Regions from separate parts of the Acanthopagrus latus genome. Here region 2 is linked to region 1. Evidence: chromatin contacts called from public Hi-C data. All regions are on one chromosome and are shown on one strand. Each heading gives the region's core, a stretch centred on a gene start, on an enhancer-like site or on the middle of the called end of the contact. The rest is flanking DNA. Distances are from core to core; before and after follow the strand shown. Region 1 holds the start of LOC119005750 (E3 ubiquitin-protein ligase rnf146-like). Region 2 holds the start of LOC119005921 (double-strand-break repair protein rad21 homolog A-like).

Region 1 (7,374 bases), core at 1,345-3,844:
TGCAGAATTTGTAAAGAAAAAAAAATGAAAAGTGAGTTTGCTATTGCCATCTTGTGACATTTCATAATCACTGCAAATGACAGATGTAGGAGAGCCTGCGTGCTGCGGATCCAAGGGTCAAAAACTGAAAAGCATTAACATGTGTTCTGCGCGTCTCGGACTGAAGCTAGTTTTATCCAAATATGTGATAAATCTAATCTACTCTTGTTTTGTTTTTTTCTTTTTGTGTAAATGGAATCTGTGCTCTCAGTAAAAGCTCCCTGACTAGGAACCAAAAGCACCTGTATGTCAAATAAAACTATAATGGGTTTGTATCTGCGTCTGTTGTTATCTGTTTATCATGTTACTCCCCATCTTGTGCAATCGACACGCTATAAACCACCTCGGAGTTGACAGAAAACAAGTACAGTGTGCAGCTATCAAATGTTGAGTCAAAGGTTGCCGTGAGCCCATCTGGGTGAAGTAGTAGGGCATCACATTATGTAATAACATTTGTAAGCCATCTCTGAGAGGTCAAAAAGCCTGAAAATACTCTGTGGCAACCATCTTATCATGCCTACTATAACTTGCTCCTCACTCAAACATGTCTTTCAGGGTAATCAAGCTACAGCAGTTCTTACTTTTCACCACTGGGCATTTTGCAGACAGCAGGCCCTTTTTATTTATTACAAACTGTGAAACCTATCATGTAGCTACAACCTCACAGCAAGATATACATTCCTAACTGATGTGACTCAAGTGTTCAATTAGTTTAAACCACCTCTTTTAACCTTTCTATGAACCAGAATTGTATTGTGAGATGAAGGTGTATCATTTTGCAATTTCAGAATCAACCTGCTTAGTTTCATGAAAAAGTGTCCACAGCCCTTCACATTTAGCCCGTTTCAGGTGCACACCTTCAAGCCAAATTGTATCATAAAAATGTTTGTATCATAAAACAGAGAAATAAAAAAACATTTTCTTAAAGCTAAACTTGTTTATTGGTGGAGTAGGTACTTTTGCTCATCAGTAACATCTATGTGCATCAACAGGTAAGATGACAGTATTTCCCCTCATTCATTCAGCAGAGAGACTTCCACTACTGAAGACTGTACATGAAAATATATTGAGATATTGTTTCAGTTTGACATTTGCAAAATAGTCAAGTCACAGTACAGTATGTACACAAATCATAAGTGCAAGGGTAAAGCCATGTTTAAAAAGTAAGGGAAATGATACACAGGAAAGATGATCACGGTTAAAACCATGATTTCTGGATCAGCCGACCCTACTGCTTTAACAGAGATGTAAGAGGAAACACTGTGACAGATGTTCAGATTCACCCAGATGCCTTTTAAGTTAAGACGCAACAAAATATCAATCACAGCGGTTTGTTTTCAACTAAATCAGTGCCCCCAGTTCACTTCATTTTAGCCACAAAATCCTCGCCCTTCTTGATGGAAGCCTTAAGCTCATCCATGGAATCAGCCACCAGCTTCTCCTCAAAGGCAGTCAGCTTGCCCAGCCCGAGGTTCTTCTCTATGCCGCCCTTCCCCAGGAGGATAGGTGTAGAGAAGTACTTGCACTCCGTCTCCTCGGACCTGACATAGGCACACTCCACCACACCTTCCTTTCCATTCATGGCGTCCAGGACGGAGAAGGTGAAGCGGGCCCCAGCGTAGGCCATGGAGAGGGTAGCCGAACCAGCTCCAGCCTTGGCCTTCACCACCTCTGTGCCAGCCTCCTGGATCCTGCCAGTCAGGGCGGACAGCTGGTCAGCAGGGAACTCCACCTTTGGTGTGCACTGGGAAATGAGGGGGATGATGGTCTTGCCTGCGTGACCTCCAATGACTGGGACACTAACACGGGCTGGGTCAAGGCCTTTCAGCTCTGCAACGAAGGCGTTTGCTCTGACAATGTCCAGAGTTGTGACACCAAACACTCTGTTGGGGTTGTACACTCCATGCTTCTTCATGACCTCTGATGTGATAGGGACGGTGGAGTTGACAGGGTTGGCAATGATGCAGATCATGGCCTCGGGGCAGTTGCGGGCGCAGGCATCGGCCAAGGTGGCTACAATGGTGGCGTTGGTGTTGAAAAGGTCATCACGAGTCATGCCTGGTTTCCTTGGCACGCCGGCGGGAATCACCACGACGTCGCAGCCCTTCAGAGCAGCATCCAGCTGGTCGGGACCCATATGGCCGGTTACATGGGCCCTTGTCTCGATGTGGCTGAGGTCCGCAGCCACTCCGGGGGTGTGAGCGATATCGTACAGGGAGAGTTGACTCACCAGGGGGCTGTTCTTCAGGAGCAGAGACAGCGGCTGGCCTATGCCGCCTGACGCTCCTAGCACGGCCACCTTGGCGTTGTTCTGCGTCGAGGTGGACAGGCTCCGGGCGAGGCTGACGGTAGGTCTGACGGCGCGGGAGAACATTTTGTTTCTGTGACTTCTTTTATTACTTAAATGAAAACAGAAGTACCTGAAGAGCCCCTCTCCTCTGTGACACCAACGTCCTCTAGCCACGAGCGAACAGGAAGACCGCTAACTGACATGCGTCGAGGATATGGGGGTAGTCGTGCGATGTTGCGTCAAATTGCGTCAGCGCGTACTGTTACGTCGTCGTCTTTATTTCAGCCTCTTTTTGGGGAGGAAAACAAAGCCAGTTAACAGTGGAAGTCGGTAAATTAGCATTGGTAATCAGCGTCGTTATACGAGTTACAACTATACACCTGACCAACACAGCAAAGTACAACGGTACGGTAGGTACGCAGACGTTGCCTTGTCTCCGTCGCGAGAAAATGCTCCTCCTAGCTGTTTATGTCGCCATGCTAAAATAAGCTAACGCCGTCAGATGATCTCCGTCTATTTGCTGGAGTCACCGAGCTGCCATCAGCCTAGCCAGTGTTAGCTACAACAGGTCTCATTGTTATGGTCGCTTTGCCAGTCGAGAAATCCCTTTGTAACGTTACTGTTTGACTTCTGACTGTACGGGTAGCGGAAACATCAATGCTGCTTTCTTTTTTTCAGCTGCTTTGCTATGTGTCTGACGTCAGCTAAACTAGTTTGCTTATAGACTGTCACCAGTGAATGTGAATATCAGATCGTTAGCTGTTGATTTGAGTCGAGTAACGTTAGCTGTGTTCACCACAGCCCTGTCATAAGGCCAGCTGGGTGAACGCGAACTTGCAACTGTGCGCTGACACAGTTCACTACTTGTAGTCAGACAGTTAACAGAGCTGCCCTTTGTTTCACAGACTTACGTAAACCCTTAAGGTTTCGTTTCAGTCATAGTTACCGTTAAGTGAATTAACGCTAACTCGTGGCTAATCCGTTTTAACATCATTGTTTACATGCAACCCGTTCGTTACATAAAGTAAGGCTGTCAAATAATGGATATTTAAGGAATATGTTGATAATGTGTGTCAAAATCATACGTAATTTCAGGACAGTATGAAAACAAATGCATTCTCACCTACATTCTCTTTTCTTTTTGGCAGTTTGAAGGTCCATCAGCTCTCCTCATGATACATCAGCATTAAGGGTATTTCCAGTAAGTATTATATATCATGTGTGTCAGCCTTGTTCCAGGTAGCAGGTGGCATAAAGATTAATGTATCATTTGATATTTATAATTGTTAGTTTGGCTTCTAGGAATTGCAATTGAGTGCTAAATATGATCATGACACCAGCAGCAAATGAAGTGTTTTGTTTTTTTTTTTTATTGCAAATGATATACCTTACCAGTCAAAATAATTCCTATCTTGAATGCTAATTTCTCCTTTTTCAAAATGAATTTTTAAAAAAAGAATCCTAACACACTATAATCTGTATTATGATTGTCCCCTTTCCTCAGTACTTCCTAAGGATGGCTAGCTGTGGGGAGGTAGACCACTCTGTTAGCTCTCTTCCATCCAGTAAGAAAGGCAGCAACAGTGGTGGTGGAAGTGGGAACAGTGCAGAATCATCATGCTCTGGCTCCAGCAACTCATCCCCAGCCCTGTCTGTACCGGAGTGTGCCATCTGTCTGCAGAGCTGCGTCCACCCAGTCCAACTGCCATGCCATCACGTCTTTTGTTTCCTGTGTGTGAAGGGAGCCTCCTGGCAGAGCAAGCGCTGTGCTCTTTGCAGACAGGAAGTGCCAGATGACTTCCTGGAAAGGCCCACGCTCCTCTCTCCAGAGGAGCTGAAGGCGTCGGCGGGAGGTCGGGCCGGAGCAACAAGTGACCACGCCTGGTATTATGAGGGCCGTAATGGTTGGTGGCAATATGACGAGCGAACCAGCCGCGAGCTGGAGGACGCTTTTTCCAAGGGCAAGAAAACAGCCGAAATGCTGATAGCTGGTTTTTTGTATGTAGCCGACTTGGAGAACATGGTGCAGTACAGGCGCAACGAGCACGGTCGTAGACGCAAGATGAAAAGAGACATTTTGGATATCCCGAAGAAGGGAGTGGCAGGACTGCGTTTGGACACTGAGGGGGTTACTGGGGCCATTGGGGCAGCAGGTCGAGAAAACTCTGCCGATGGGGCTGACACCACAGTAGCAGGAGTGCAGCAACAGGTCACAGGTATCCCGTCTACTGTCACAGCCCCTCCAGCCCCTGCCAGACCTCCCACCTCCCTCGGTGGACAGCCTGGCAGCAGCAGCAGCAGCCCCACTCTAGAGGATGCTCTCTCCCAGCTGCAGATCAGCCTCAGGCCCACACCTCCTCAGGAGCGGGCCGAGGTGGGGGAAGGAGAGGAAGAAGATGAGGAAGAGGAGGCCTCGCCCTCCAGGTCCTCTGATCCTCACACCTCTGTGGACGAGTCTGGCTCTGGAGATTGGAGTGACGATGAGGAAGAGGAGGACGAAGAAGAAGAGGGGGGAAATGGAGAGCGTGTGGAGCCTTGGGAGGGGAGGCCACGGAGGCAAAGACTGAATCCAGAGGACAGAGCCCCTCCTGGGGCAGAGTCCGCCTCTCCCCCTTCTTCATCCAGTAGTAGTGGAAGGTCCAGAATGCCTGATGGCCAGTGTACAGTGACTGAAGTGTGAAGTCATCATCGAGCCCATCATCACCAAATGGCTATGTTCAATTTAATTAATTTATTCCTCACTGTATGCTGCCGTTCACTCTGTCACAGATGTGGGCGGACTGCTTGATACCAGAGAAATCAAGTGTAACATACTCCATGTTTTGAGGTAAACAACTCAATCTTAGCAATCAAATTGGTGCCTCTGTTGGGCTCACAATGATCTGGATGTATCTGTGCGATTTTGTTTTGTCTGTCTCAGCCTGTCAATAGAAGCAATGTGGGATTTATGTTCTAGCACTGAGACAGGAGGTACAGCTTGGTAAACAGCCAGATGGATACAGCATGTTGTTGTGAGCGATTAAATCTCAGAATTGTCTCTCCAGCACATCATGTGAGATGTCAGACTTATTGTGGCGTTGAGCTGCTGTCAGTCTGCTCACATTCTTCCATTTGATTGCAGGATTCTGTTCTTTTTAAATTCCAGTAAAGTGGAGATTTAAGAGGTAAAAGTGGCTTGCCACACTGCTTCTCCCTATCCTAGGTGTTCTTAAGTTGAAACATGTGATCTGAGACCCAGAGGGTCTGTGGGAGGCTCGGCCAGATCTTTGGCATTGGAAAGAGAACGCATAAATGTGGATTTTATTCCAGGAAATGGAAATGTGTCTATATCATTATCATGAACGGCTGCATTCTAATCATCTACACTTTTAACTCTCTCAGCTAACATAGCACGCAGAAATGGGCTTGATAGAGCTCAAGTCACCTGACTACTCTTGCAAAGAATCCTTGATAACTTGTTCCCAACCTCCACCCCACCTTAATGATTTCCTTCTTTCAGATTTAACTGCTTATGAAGCCTTTCCTTCAAAATTCTCAAATGTAAATGTTAACCTTTTGTAAGTGTGTGTCAGAGCAAATTGTGGTTTGAACAGTTTAAGGTTATTTGGATAAAGAAATGAAACAGAAGTACTTACTGACTCTTTTAAGCCCTGTGGGTATTTAAATTCCACACTTGATGTGCTTCAACATAGTAATGTAACTCAGGAGGCCGCAGGATTATCTGGCTGTGTGCCTGAGAGTTTTGATTTCCTTTTAAGCTGCTTGCTGAAATTTGAAAATCTATATAAATTACGGCTGCTGTTACAAATGAATGTGTGTAATAAAAGTACATATCGAATTTATTTTAACCTCTCCAAGCCTAAAATAATTGGCATTTTTTAATGTGAAGTATCAGTGTTTTCCTTTTTAAAGCTGTTGAGGCCTGAGCAGCCTCATTAGTTTTCTTATCGCCCCTGACTAAAGTATTCTCGATTGGTGTCTCTAAAGTTTTTGTGATTTGTGCATGTTTGAAGAGAGAGTTATATACACACTACTGGTCGGCAGGATGTTGAAGAAGTTATATTTGTCGGTTGATTTGGAGTACATGTTTTTAATTTGTGTTTTGTTTTTGCATTTCTTATGGTTGTAAATCCTCCTCTGTACGAAGTCTGAGGTGGTAACAGAACAAGAACATGCCATTGCTATCGGCCATCCTGCAGAGATTTCAAGTTCTGTTGTTTTTTTTTTATATTTCTGACATGCTTACATCATCGGCTCAGTCTTAGACTTTCCATTCTGAAGAATAAAGTTTATGTAACAGTTTTTGCTTGGCAATTTTTTTTTTGTTACGTTTGTAATTTAAGAATAAATTGTGTCATTTCATCATCCTACAAGGATAATGTTTGTGTGCTCTTTGTCTCTAATCACTATTTTTGTGGCTTCACATTTTGCTGTGCAGCAAAGCAAGTTTTTGCCTTAAAATATATCTGGTGTTATGTAAGTAGGAGTATCAATGGGCCCATTGTAAGTAAGATTTGACCCCTTTTTCTCCACACCACCATCTGAAGAGATTTTTCTGAGGGGGGGAATCACATTTTTTTCACTGGATGAGGGACTGAAGCATTCGATATCTGTTTTTTTCATAACAGAGCATCAAAACTGAGACTAAGCAGGGGACACATGGACATGACAGCAATTACTAATCCATGATGTCCTCACAGCCTCCTCTTTTTCATTCACCGTGGAGAAGAGTCTTCATGTACTATATATATCCAGTGGTGGAATGCAGCTAAGTAAATTTACTCAAGGTACCTGTGCTTGAGTTGTTTCTTTTCATTACAATCAATACTTTCACTGTACTACATGTGAGGGGGAAACATTGTACTCTTCTGCATTTATCTGCCAGCTTTAGTTACTAAAATTAAGATTTTTACACAAAATACAAAGAGTCACCGGAGATGTTTCTGCATTCAATACATTTAAGATTTAAGTACATTTGCCTGTTTATACTAACAGACTTTTACTTAAATGACATCTTTATCGCAGGACTTTTACATGTGATAGTG
Region 2 (7,374 bases), core at 1,469-3,968, 180 kb after region 1:
AATCTGTGTCAGGATGATTGGTTTAGACACGCTGCATAAATAACAGCATCTATCCAGGATGATCCCATGGTGCATGAGAGCTGCCAACTCAGCTGGAGCAACAGCTACAGGAGAGATTTCTACCCCCGAAACGCACTCCAACACCAAACTGGGCTAAACTCTTAAAGCCAAAAGATATGCGGTGTGTTAAAACTGGACGAGTGCCTGCGCTGGATGAATTATCTAGTGACACACGAAAGGGAAAACCATTCGGAGAGTTATGCTAAAACCGCATCCACTCAGAATGCTGTGAGGACCAAAAACGGGACAAAGGGAGATCCAGATGTGTAGTTTGTTGCACTGTTGGAGTCAGTGGAAAAAAGTATTTATTTATTTATTTATTTAAGATCCGTGGGCTGTTGGGCACATCCAATGCCAAAGTCTGCTTGTGTGATTTAATGGTATGCAAATCAGTTAGTCTCTTAATCCCACTGATGAGATGTGTATCTGTAGTGGAGATGGAACACAGCATGCATTCAGTCGTGGCTCTTCCCAACTGATGGATTAAATACTGTGACTCGAGGCCAAGTTTGACAAATATCCTCCCATTGCTGTCAGTGGAATAAAACTCTCTTATAGATTAGATTTGTAGTCTTGCTGCCATGGTATCTGAAGAATTATGTCACCATGGTGGCTCCGGTCTCTTTCTTACATTGCAACCAAAAACACCATATGATGGATGATTTTCTGACCCCAGGTTCCTCTGTTGTATGCTGGAATGGAGTTTAAGTAACTTTTGAAGACGTGCAGTAATTTCCAAACACCGCGTCAAAGAGAAGCAGTTTCATTACAGGAGTGGAGAAGAGGCTCCCCGTGGCGACATAATTGAATACATTAAGATTGCACATCATGGCACTATTAGCCAGAAACAATTCATTTCACAGGATTAAAGGAATCTAATTCCTCCATCAGATAAAAAAAAATCCTTCACTGCTTTTAGCCCACATATTTTCCCAGCGTGTTTGTGTGTGCGCGTAAGAATGCTTCAATAAAAAATGTCATACAGCTGTTCAGATAATAATATACCCCCTGTTTTTGGTATGCTGAGATAAACAGGTGTTCAGACTTTGTGACTCACAACTTGTACATCAACAAAGTAGCTCAACTTTAGAGGCTGTTTGGATGAATCCGTCATGTGATAACAGCAGAGAGCAATTGGCTATCTGGAAAAAAAAAAAAAAATTATCTTAACAGATGGCATTCTAAAACTGTGTCACCATCCAGACATGGCTGTGCAGTGTTAAAATGAGTCATATGTCCAGTTCTGTGTATGCTGCACAGGACTTATACAAAGGAGACTGATTTAATGTGATCATATGTAAATTGGTGATGCACACTGAAAATCTCCTCCCAATTTAAAATTGAACTCCGCTTAAAATTCATTATTGTCTCATTTACATCTGTTAGCTTTCAAGTGAGGAATCCTGTTTAGTAATTTGGCCTACAGCAATAATTTCATTAATCTCACAATGAGCCTGTTTGTGCATTAGAACGTTCATCTGATTGATTTTGGAGCATATTTGCACACATTTAATGCATTAGGTGAATTATTTCTTCACTTACTGCCAGTGGTATTACCATGCTATCATGATGCATTATCACCCAGCTTAAGTGCCTCCTGTGACTTTACCTTGTTTTTCATCTACATTGCCACTGCAGATATCCAGCTATGCTTACACTGACTGAGCTGATAAATCCAGACTCAAATGCTGATTGCAAGAATTAAATTTCATTTTACTCTGCTGTGGGAGCCTCGGCTATCTACCAGCCTTCCTGCTACAGTGACACGGAGCCCTGCAGCTAGTAAATCATAAACATGCTCAACTGGCAGCAGTTCTCTTGCAACAGATGCTGTAGCCTATGAGACAAATCGGCTTTACTGCATACCAATTTTGCAATTGGATTGTCGATGAGTTAGTATCTCTGTCAGGCATGTTTCTCTTCATCTCAGTATCTACTATACTGTATGGAGAGTGTTGTTTGCAGTCTGCATGGTTACCTGTTAGTTACTCTGCTCACAGAGCTGACTTTGTTGAGCCGGTAATTTCAGAACTTTCTTCTCATGTTAATACTGTGAATCTCATTCACTTTCTCTCTTTACATTTTGCTTAAACCCAGTAAGGCATGTCAGTTAGACGGCCTGCACAACAGCAATGCCCTGTACCTGTTATTTAATAATTGCGCCTGTGTTTCCCTGCTATGACACTGCAAAAACATGCGGAGACCATAGTTTGTTTAAGCCACTCCCTTGACGCACAGATGTGAGTCACAGTGGGCCCATGTCATAACCGGTCTTACAACATGGGATCTGTTTTTAAAAGATTAGGGTCCAGATGGGACATTTGGGGAAAGCAGGCAGGCAATCATTATTCTCAAAAATGCAATACCATGAGTGCACACAGTTACCTCAGGAGGAGGTGAACCTCCAATAAAACTAAAAGGAATATTATGTAACAGCAATATAATATTGGTAATAAAATAAATGTACTGGATTCATCATCCCTTGCATATGTACTACTCTGCAAAACACAACACTGTATTTTCATAATATACATCGATTTAGCAGCCAGTGTGTGTGGTGAGCACTGTGCCACAGCGCCCCCTATCTGCGCTCGGTGCTCACGGCAGGCTGTCCGTCAGCGCTGGCCTCCTCCGCAGACTCCTCCTCCGCCATTTTTGACTGTAAACATCCTGCCGATTTTAAAAGGACAGCGGTGAGCGGGAGGAAGGCGACTGGCGCCATCTTGGCTGTTTTAATGAGTACAACAGGGGAGAATTTGCTGGGAGAAATAACATAATTTCTGGACTTTCACTCTAGAAGGGGGACTGTCGGTAAGTGCGTCTGCAGAGGGAATATTTGCGCGCTGTTTTGTGTGTTTTAAGAGACGAAATCAGCATGCACGTTTGTGTTCATTTGACGCGGCCTTCATTGTACAGGGAGCCGCTAGCCACCAGCTAACCGATACAGTTCTGCTGGTAGAGGGAAAAAAGTATGAGTATGAGATGGGCGCCTCGTTGCCGTGTGCTTTGCTTTCTTCTCATGGGCGAGTCGTTTTTCTGTCCGCCGTTGAGAAACGCTATAATTCTACTTCGGTGAAGTTGCAACGGTGTAATCATGTAAAAAATAAACGCACAGCGAACGATCTCATTGCCCCTTTTGTAGTTAGCTGGCGGCTAATTTAGTTCGTCCCACTTCATGGCGCCGACTATTTACTGGCGTTGACCACCCCCTTAGTGCTTCTAACGTATTACGCTATATTAAGTCAATGCATAACTTTAATTTATCGCTTGATTATGTAACTGTGATTGAAAAATGAATGATTGAATTAAGTAGAGTAAGGGAAGAGCAGACATGTGGATTTCCAACGTTTGCCTCCCTGACTGGGAAATAGGCGGAACTTGAGTGAAGTCAGCGCTTGTTTTGATAAAATCAAATTTTCTGATTATTATGCCGTGCGTTGATATTTTACAATGAATTATCAACTATCGTAGTCAATTAAGCAAAGGAAGAGGGAACAGTGCTTCAAGGGAGCTTTGTTGTTTTTAAGGGTCAGCGTTATAGGTAAGCTAGTAAGTTAAGCCTCCATCGTATGATTAAGCTAGCTAACGTTAGCGTGAGTTAACTGTTCAAAGTTTCTTTGAGAGACAACAGACCCTCATCCTTTCCGATGATTCTCAGGCTAGTAGTTTCTGAAAACCAAACTTATCCAAATAGTGATGTAAACAAATCTGCATTTGTCTTGATGGGGTTATTACCAAACATATAGGAAAGGCGGGGGAAAAAAAGGGGGGGGGGGTATCTTTCCTTGATCAACTGATAATGGCTGCATTGTTACAGATCAGTCATAAATTTGAATACCTAGTTATTCTGATCAGTGTTGCATCAGCAGGATTGACCAAAATGTTGCTAATCACTGGTCCATGGAAATATGGACCATGATATACAGTGTAAAAAAAAAAAAAAGACAGAACTGTTGTCAACATATCAAAGTGTATTTTAAATATAGAGCCCAGCCAATACTCAAGTTTTGGGCTTGATGCTGATATTGGGGAGTAAAAAAATTAAAATGTTGTTCAATCTGTATTTATGAATTTTTTTTATTGATCCCTGAAATGTAATAATGGAACACCTGTGACAAATCTATGCAATTTAAGGAGGATATTTTACAGTCAACATGAATTTGCATTAGTGCACAGAAATGGTTATCTTCACTGGGAGTAGGAGCATAATTTTCTTCATTAGAAACTCAGAAAGAAAATAAATGCATAATATCTGAGTATATCGGACAACATAAATGCCGATACCAATGTACCTGTGACAGGCAAATGTTGTCCAACCCATATATCAGCGGGCCTCTAATTCAAAAGCATCAATTCTATGCAACAGTCTTGCTATGCTAGCTTTGTTAACGAATCAGTCCCATGTTGTGAATCGTCAGGGATAGAACACTTTATTTGGATGATGCTTTGCTGACAGTTTAGTCATCCATTTAGGTCTTTCTTGTCCTGCCCTTTTTCAGAGTGTCTTCTGCTTATACTTAAACTAATATCTTATGTGTTCCAGGTAAACCATACCACAGTGTGAGTGTGTGAGCCAGGGGAACCAGGGCAATGTTCTACGCCCACTTTGTCCTCAGCAAACGTGGGCCGCTGGCCAAGATCTGGCTAGCGGCCCACTGGGACAAGAAGCTGACCAAGGCCCATGTGTTTGAATGCAACTTGGAGAGCAGTGTGGAGAGCATCATTTCACCCAAGGTAAGAATACTCAAGTGCAGTCTGATGGTCCTGCAGCAGGTTGTGTTCTCACTGTGCAGGCTTGAGTCATGCTCAGACCCCCAGACGTTACAATGATTAGTCCAGCCTTCATTTTTCCTCCTAATAATTAAAAGCACTAATGTATACTTTTAATCAAAGAAGAGAATAACGAATGGATACACATTAGAGCAGAACTCAGTGCTTTCTTATTAAGCGACAGTTTGCTGTGTCTTCATTAAAGGCTTTATTTCACTGTCTCTTTGCCTTAACTGTAAACAACTTCATTGCAGTACAGTGTCTGTATGCAGTGACGATGCAGTTTGGTCTTATTTTCAAGAAAGAAAGTCTTTAAACAAGACTTTGACACTTATGACATGTGTTCCCTTTTCTCTGACCTCTTTTTCTCCTAGGTGAAGATGGCATTGCGTACATCAGGCCACTTGCTCCTTGGGGTGGTGAGAATCTACCACAGGAAGGCCAAGTACCTGCTTGCTGACTGTAATGAAGCCTTCATCAAGATCAAAATGGCTTTTAGGCCAGGTAAGGAGAAAAGACAAGCCAAATTCATAATGGAGCAAAGTACTCATTGTAATTTTCCTTCTAATTAAAGGAGGTTGTGCAGTTTTCTTCAATGAAATGGTCACTAGGCTGAGAGCAAAACTAAAGAGCTATAGAAGGAAAGGCTCCAGTTGTTTTCCATAGATAACCAGCATGGTTATATGACACTGTAAGATGAACCACTCAAACATTTTTTTTCTTAAACTGTTGCAGTGGTATGGTTGTTTTATCTGAGGCATAGAGTCGAGTAGTATAACTGTGTGTTATATCAACATTACTACTTATTATTCAGGTGTGGTGGATTTACCCGAGGAGAACAGAGAGGCAGCCTACAATGCTATCACCCTACCCGAAGAGTTTCATGACTTTGACCAGCCACTTCCTGATCTGGAGTAAGTTTACTAAATGTACTATTTTATGTTATCCCATCATTTTTTGTTTGAAACACTTTCATAATTTGAAAGATTTATTGGTCTGTATGGTGAGATCCGTAACATTGTCTGATGTATTGTTGTGGTTCAGTTTGTGTCAGTCAGACACCAGCTGTTGTTTGCACCCATACCTTATGTAATTTTCTATATTTTCTTCAAACAGTGACATAGATGTTGCCCAGCAGTTCACTCTGAACCAGAGCAGAGTAGAAGAGATCACAATGAGGGAAGATGTTGGCAACCTCAGCCTCCTGCAGGACAATGACTTTGGTAGGATACTACACATACTGATGCACACTTGTACACATATGTATGAGCAGATAAAAAAAAAAAAAATCCAATGTCATTATGAATCTCATTGTGAACATATACTGAAATAATTACTTCAGGTGGTTTAGGTTATACATATAACCTTAAATGATGTAATGGAGTTATGCTAAACAAGACTTATCTTGATTATATGTCACAATAACAAGTTGCTTTGCTCTTCAGCTGACTTTGGTATGGATGACCGCGAGATGATGCGTGATGCCAGCACATTTGAGGAGGATATAATGCACGGTGCAACAGCCTCTAACCTTTTGCTCGAGGCTGAGCCTGGTCCAGCTAATCTCCCTGACAAGTCCAACCACATGGAATATGATGACTTTGGGGATGGCTCCATGGGCAACAGTGATGGGGGGATGCTGGGTGAGTGCTTTGAATTATTTTATTTGTCTCAGAATAGACTATAACTGACTACTGTTGCAATTGTTCTGTGCTACATTTTTGATAAAGTGAGGAAGAGTGATTGTCATGTTAACCCTATATCCTACCTTCCAGTTGATAAGCTACTGAGCTCTGAAGATGGAGGTGGTATTTTTGACGACCCTCCAGCCATCACAGAAAGTGTCATGATGCCACCAGATCATGGAGACGATGAGGACGACTTTGACAACCTACAGTCACGTAAGTAAAGCAAATTTTTTGGGTGTTTTTGCAAAGTATATGAAACTGAAAATTTTGAAGATTTTTCTTATCCATTAATTGTTAATGGAGTTGCCCTATTTGTATTGAATACTTTTACATGTGGAGAATGGTCTTTAGTGCTTGTAAGTGTATATTGTGTCACTATAATAATAATAAGGGGAAATCATTTTCTTTTCGTGTGTGTAGCTGGTCCAGATAGCCCAGACTCTGGCCCAGCAGAGCCACTGCCAGCAATGGCTGACCAGACTGAACAGACTACTCTGGTTCATAATGAGGAGGAGGCCTTTGCCTTGGAGCCTATTGACATCACTGGTAAGCCCTTCTCTCACCTTTTTTGTCATAGAACACAAGTCTTTTCAAATTTACTGTTCGCTACTTCAAATTTTAAGAAGGAGTAAAGGCACAAAATCAGAGCAGATGGTGCCTGCACACATTTTACAGTGCATATTCAATGCTTAAGCCTAGGAATGATCAACATGACTATAACCATTCTGTTTGGTCAACCTGTTGAGCCTTTGCTATTCATTTTCTATAAAGATAACAGTACCACAAATATTGGTTGGCATGGTTTTATTAAATCAGAAGCACTGGGGAAAAAATGATTATCAGTGCCTGTAGACTT

The links. Hi-C and Micro-C count contacts between places; a contact is called where the count stands out from the background.
Region 2: a contact with region 1 is called in a Hi-C map of muscle, with 6 times the contacts expected there. The contact joins the promoter of LOC119005921 here to the promoter of LOC119005750 in region 1. A contact is called at or near these places in 2 of 4 Hi-C or Micro-C datasets (both in muscle).

The regions. Positions count from the first base shown.
Region 1 is chr17:10,561,738-10,569,111 of fAcaLat1.1, forward strand. It overlaps LOC119005750 (E3 ubiquitin-protein ligase rnf146-like), which reads left to right and starts at 2,595. Exons shown (of 3, transcript XM_037073640.1): 1 at 2,595-2,734; 2 at 3,478-3,530; 3 at 3,834-6,705. The coding sequence starts at 3,846. The coding sequence ends at 5,009. It overlaps mdh2 (malate dehydrogenase, mitochondrial), which reads right to left and starts at 2,537. Exons shown (of 1, transcript XM_037073642.1): 1 at 962-2,537. The coding sequence starts at 2,413. The coding sequence ends at 1,400. It overlaps rspo3 (R-spondin-3), which reads left to right. Exons shown (of 6, transcript XM_037073645.1): 6 at 1-816.
Region 2 is chr17:10,740,641-10,748,014 of fAcaLat1.1, forward strand. It overlaps LOC119005921 (double-strand-break repair protein rad21 homolog A-like), which reads left to right and starts at 2,719. Exons shown (of 14, transcript XM_037074033.1): 1 at 2,719-2,871; 2 at 4,604-4,794; 3 at 5,205-5,334; 4 at 5,645-5,744; 5 at 5,947-6,053; 6 at 6,276-6,473; 7 at 6,606-6,731; 8 at 6,939-7,064. The coding sequence starts at 4,651.